Linked DNA regions of Mus musculus: region 2 is linked to region 1. The links are chromatin contacts, called in public Hi-C maps. All regions are on one chromosome and are shown on one strand. The core of a region is the stretch at or near the end of the contact, and the rest is flanking DNA. Distances in the headings are between cores, read along the strand shown.

Region 1 (2,858 bases), core at 115-2,614:
TCAGAGGTAGTAGATATCTCTTTTGAGTTCAAGGCCAGCCTGGTCTACATATTTAGGTCCAGGACAGCCAGACTTACAAGTGAGACCCTGTCTCAAAACAAAACAACACCCCCCTCCCCAACAAATCCAACAACAAAAGGCTAACACTGTGCTTTACAGCTTAATTAATAAAATTCTCTCTCACACACACTCCTCTGCACGAGGCAAAACGTTTATTGCATAACTCACATTTATAGTAAACGTAGAACGCTCAATTTATAAGTAAAAACAACGATCAACTAACTTGTTTTCGCATTATCTACTCATTTTAACATTCGGCGTCTAAAACAATAAAACAGTACTTACATTTCTGTTGAATTTGGTGAAGGAATGGTGCATATAAAACCTGTGCATATAAACAATCGCAGTGTTTATTGTAAGCTGAGAGCTGGGATGCAACGTTTAGAAAATAATCTAAGCAAAATGTTTCCAAAAACTAAATCAATTTGAATGGAAAAATCCCCTTTCCATTTACTCAAATCCAATCCTCAACCTGAAAGTATGCAGAAAGTCTGCGGGGAGAAGAGAAATCAGTCTGGATGCCAAATTATTCTAATACGCTACGTAGGGAGAGCCCAGGAATTATTTGCAATTAGGTTACAGCTTAGTACAGTAGAAATAAAGTAGTCGAAAGGCGCGCGCCACACACCCAAAGAACATGAAACATCTACGTGCGTTCCCCCGGCGCAACAGAGCCGCCCTGGAGCCGGCACGGAAGCCTCGGAAAACACTTTCCGTGGAACATCTGCGACCTCTCTACGTCTCAAGGCCTTTTCTGACTTCCGAAAGTGGAAGGGGCCGCCCCTTGGCTTTGCTCATCCCGGATTCCTCCTCTCTCGCCAGGGAAGCACTGCTATTCCCTCCCGCATCACGCGCTCCCAAACACAGGTTATACAACGCGGGCTCCCGGCCCGCCTTCCCCGGCACATCTCCTCTTTCTCCGGCTCGCCACGGCAGCTCGGGCCCTAGCTTTCTCTGTGTCTTTCCCGAGATCAAAAGACGGCAAAGGGAGCGGCGCCATGTTCCCGGGACACTAGGCCCGGTCACCCGGCGAGCGCGACCAGGGCGTGTGGGACGCAGGGCCGCAACTAGAAAAAGGATACACATTGAGACGTTGCCCCATGTCCTGGATGAGGTTGGCCGCCTGCTGGCGATGCGACAGCTCTTCATCCGCTTCCACTCCGCAGCGGCGGCTCGGCGTGTTCTCCAGCTGTTCCCGAGTAAAGAACCAGCGAGAAGAAGCTCCACGGCCCGACGCCATGACACTTCCTCCTCCGCCCGCGCCCTGAGCCCGCCCCCTCCCCGCCTGCCTCCGGGACTCCGCGCCAATGTGTCGAGGCCCCGCCCCAATGTGCTCTCCGTAGGGTGGGCCACGCCTTTTCCGGGCCTGCTGCTACCCACGCGCACGCGCAGGGACCCGCCCTGCCGGCTCGCGCTGGTCTTTTGCTTTCTCTTTCCGGCCTCCCTCCCCTTTCTCTCTCTCGGACCCGCGGGACCACAATGCTCTGCGCCTCTTGTCATTGGGAGACGCCGTAAAGTGGGGGTCACTCGGAAAGAAAAGGTCGACGCGGTGCATGCTGGATCTGGGAGGGGCTAAGGGGAAGGGGCGGGGCGAACAGGGAAGAGGTCCTGAGGCTGCCTAATAGGGCTTGGACGTTAGCTTTCAACTAAACGGTTTATTTTGTGGTCTGTGAGTTTGCGGGTGCGTTAAAGTCAGAAAAGGCTTTTCTAGTCTCGGCTTCGTGCTGTAGCTTCCATTTTCTTACATGTTGGTGGGTGTATTTTCTTAGCTTTGTTGACTCCTGTGTCCACGAATGGCTACCCTCCGGAGGAGTTAGCTAGGAAAGAACGCTAATTCTAGCAGTGAACTAACAGTGTCTTCTGGGTTTTTTGGTTTTGTTTTTTAAATCGCTAGTAGATGTTGGGGAGCATGCGCCTTTAAAACGTTACTTTAAACCTAAAGCCACTCAAGGGGTATGGGTTGTTTTAAAACGATGTGCCATGTGTCCCAGACTGGCTTTGTGTTCACTCTTGTAGCCAAGAATGACCTTGGATTTACTGTCCTCTTGCTTCCCCCTCGGAAGTGCTGGGATTACAAGGCCAGTGGCATCACTCTGCAGATATCTTTCTTATTAAGTTACCTGTCAAACAATATGAAGTTAATAATTGGAGGTCATGACTCTCTAGGCCTTCCATCCAGATGGGGTGTATGGTTTTGAAGGTCTGTGTGGTTTCTGCGGGTTGAGATTGGGGGATGGTTGGGGAGAAGCAGAACGCTGTAACTCAGGTTGTCCAGAAACAAAGTGCAGGGATTATAGGCTGGTGTGCCGCATCTTGGTTGAAGTGCTGGAGCAGAGGGCCTTAGGCATACTAGGCCAACAGTCTAACAAATGAGTGCAAGAGAAGCTAAGAAAAAAATTGTTTAGGATTTTATAAAGTAAGGTCTCTTATAACTGATGATTTATTTCCATCTTTTTGTAAGGAAGCACCACTCATTTGTTTACATGTTATCTGCCTCTGAGTTAATGCCTATTGTATATGACCAAATTACACTTTAGTTTTTAAGTATTTTCTGAAGACTGCAGTCAGTTATCGAAAACTGGCTTTTAAAAAGCCAACGAGGGCTGTTGAAATGGCCGACCAGCTAAAGGCAACGCTGCCAAGCCGGACAACTTGAGTTCACTCCCCACCTATATGGTAGAGGGAAAGACCCAAATGCTACAAATTGTCCTCTAACCTTCACACGTGCTCAGTGGCACACATGCGTGTGCACACTCATGCACAATAAACAGCTGTAAAGAAAATGACCCTATCTAAAA
Region 2 (2,942 bases), core at 110-2,609, about 23 Mb before region 1:
GACTGCCTCTGCCTCCCAAGTGCTAGGATTAAAGGCGTGCGCCGCCACCACCGCCCGGCTCTGTTTTTTAAATAACTGTTTTCTTTCTCCCAAGAATATTTAAGCTATGTCTCTAATTTCCTTATACAAAAGCAACGACAAGAACGTACAAGCAGATATTTTTATTATATATTTCCTATCAAGTCTCAACGCTCTGGGAGAACCACCATATATTCATTTATCGCATTTCATTGCTCTTTCTAGTACCGTCCTTTTGTATACAAATTCCTCATCGCGACCATCTACTGCATTATTAGATCACAGGGTGCTATACACACTAAAACAAGGCACTAAAGGGGGGAAATGGGTAAAGGCTTATAAATCCAGTTTAAAAACAAACAAACTGGGGGGGGGGCGCTTAACTGTCATTTAAAGTACAGCAAAACAACATTAGATTAGGATTGCATAGTCCTAAAAATCTGGTGCAAACTGGGCCAAATTCTCCAGTTTCTGTCGGTGGGCCCATTGAGGAGTTTCCACAGAAGACTACGCTTAGTAAAAGGAAACCGAGGTAAACGAAGGTGGATTTAGATCGGGGAGGATCCCCCCGCCCCCCGATCTAAACCACACAGCGGGGAGAAGAGAGAAGGCCTCCGCTGCACATGGAGCCTGAGAAGCTGCTACCTGAACACCTCACCAGGGAGAAGAGGGCAGGCGTGCAAAGGAGGTCGGGCCCCAGCTCCAGACCGGAGCGCGAAGAGCGTCTCCACACTTACCACTCTCCACCTTAAATTTCTCGTGCCGCCCCTTCAGGCAGTCGATCTCGGACTGCTGCTCGGCCAGGAACTTCTCAAGTTTGTTCTGCGTCGACTTCGGCAGTTTGTTCAGTTCCGGGCGCTCCAGCACTTGCTGCAACACCGCCGCCATGTCGGCCGGGATCGCGGCAACAGCCGCAGCGGCTGAAGGAGAAGCCAAGGAGCAAGGAGAAGCGCGGAGCCCAGCCGCCGGAGCCGCCCCGTCCGCCGCCTCGCTCGCGGTCTCTCGCGCGCCTGCCCGCCTGAGACTCCCGCGGCGGGACCCTGGGAAAGAGAGTCCCGCGTTAGGTGCAGCCAGAGCCGCGCCGCCGCGCCCTCTCTGCGCACGCAGCCACCGGGAGCTAGGCACGCTGGGAAAGCGAGTTCACAGCAGCCTCGGCCCCAGTTTTTTGGGGATTTCACCGGTTTCCAGCCCCAGAGACTCTTGGGAAATGTAGTGTATTTCTCACCCGCTTACGCGCGCTCAGGCCGCACCTCTCGCCCCACTTCCTTCTTTCTCCCCGCCCCCGGCTCGCCTCCTATGGCTGTGACGAGTGCCCGCGCGGGGGCGCTACATAAGTACGCAGCCACCCTCGTCCTTATCCCGGAGGAGCAAGACGACCTTACCGTCAAAACCCCGGGATGTCATGGGTACTCCTCTGTGGCCACTTCTAGAAGCCGAGCCACCAGAGGTCATGGGTCACGGCAGGGTGTCTCGACAGGCTCTGGGCTACCGCCACGATCTTAACGGTGCCCCGAGAGGGGCGGGGTGCAGGCCTCCCTCGCTTGGGTAGAAGAGCTGCGGAGATGGGTGCGGGACGGCTTGCGTCATCAGTCTGCACCCGTTGGGGCCGCGACCCGCGTTTGGAGTAGGAAGTGTCTCTGCTGTCGCTTTCTGATGAGATCATTGGCTGTGGACGTGGGGACCTGAGTGGCACCTGGCCTTTGAAGGTAGCTACTTGTACCCTAACTCGAGTTCTCTCGCTGACAGAAAGCTCCAGGGATTTATTTGCCACATGTGCACATTCTGAGATCAAGTTAGTCGGCCAAGGAATATGTGTGCACCCGGGCACCACCAGCTTCCTTTTCGGGGAGAAAAGAAAGGATTTAGGGACCATATGGAACAGTCAGTCACTGGTGCACACTCAAGCCCTGTTCGGAGGAGATTAGCTTAGTGTCAAACCTGGTACCTACATGCTTTTGTGGGTGTGAGGTACCGAATGACTTAGTGCGAAATTAAAGTAGTCTGGTTAATATTTTAAACAGAAAAAAAATCAAATTTTGTTGTTTATGTAGTAAGATGACATTGCAGGCAAATGTCTGATGTTGACGTTTTTAATTTTAACATTTTTAGGACAGTTTTATTGAGACACTTGTCATTTTGCCACAGTAACAGAACTATGTCTGTTTCCCGAACACGACTCAGCAATATCAGCGTGTACTTCGTTTCATGGCTGGGTACTTTTCTGGAAGAATTTGTTGCCTTTTGATTGAAAATAAGGAGAGCACATGCCTGTGGTGTCAGCTACAGGGATTAAGAGGTGGGGGGGTTATCATTCCAGGACAGCCTGTGTTAGGAGTCAGGCTCTGTCTTAATGAAGGGGATGGGAGGGATTAAATTAGTAGGAGATTCATAACTGAATTCACAAGCTGAAGAAGAGGACAGGAGATGAGAACAGGAGATGTTCCTGCAATGATTCAATTGAAGGGCTGAGTATCATTGCCACCGCAAGCAAAACAGATTGAGAGAACTTAAATCCCACCTTTCACACTCACTACTTTAGTCATTTGGAGGAGTTATTTAACATTTCTTTTTGATTTCTTTATGTATAAAACGGAGACGACAATAATAGTACTTACCGTGCAGGAATTTGTATTAAATATCAATACATGTGAAGTCCTTAGAAAAATGTCCCGTGTAGAATTGAAGCAATATAGATAATTGTCATTGCAGACTGGTTACCTAAGTGGCTGTTATTAGGAGTTGTCTCATAGCAGCAATCACACATTTGTGCCTTCCCACCTTGCACAATTTGTAGAAAACAGTCGTTTTACAGTCACTATTGGGTAAACAAATTTGAGTCTCTCTCCTCTTAATGAACTAATCAGAAATTCAGCTTCCATATTTTAGAAACAAGAATATCGAAGTTCACCAATAAATTGTCATAG

The links. A called contact is a pair of places that touch in the nucleus more often than the background predicts.
Region 2: a Hi-C map of uterus shows a contact between it and region 1, with 10 times the contacts expected there. The contact joins the promoter of Odr4 here to the promoter of Ccnt2 in region 1. A contact is called at or near these places in 1 of 484 Hi-C or Micro-C datasets (uterus) and 1 of 9 other capture datasets (liver).

Annotation. Positions count from the first base shown.
Region 1 is chr1:127,772,670-127,775,527 of GRCm38.p6, reverse strand. It overlaps Ccnt2 (cyclin T2), which reads right to left and starts at 1,364. Exons shown (of 9, transcript NM_028399.1): 1 at 1,143-1,364; 2 at 346-427. The coding sequence starts at 1,300. It overlaps 2900009J06Rik (RIKEN cDNA 2900009J06 gene), which reads left to right and starts at 1,474. Exons shown (of 2, transcript NR_045298.1): 1 at 1,474-1,600.
Region 2 is chr1:150,391,472-150,394,413 of GRCm38.p6, reverse strand. Odr4 (odr4 GPCR localization factor homolog) reads left to right here and starts at 1,359. Exons shown (of 14, transcript NM_145511.2): 1 at 1,359-1,724. Tpr (translocated promoter region, nuclear basket protein) reads right to left here and starts at 1,576. Exons shown (of 52, transcript NM_133780.3): 1 at 1,401-1,576; 2 at 756-1,058. The coding sequence starts at 1,470.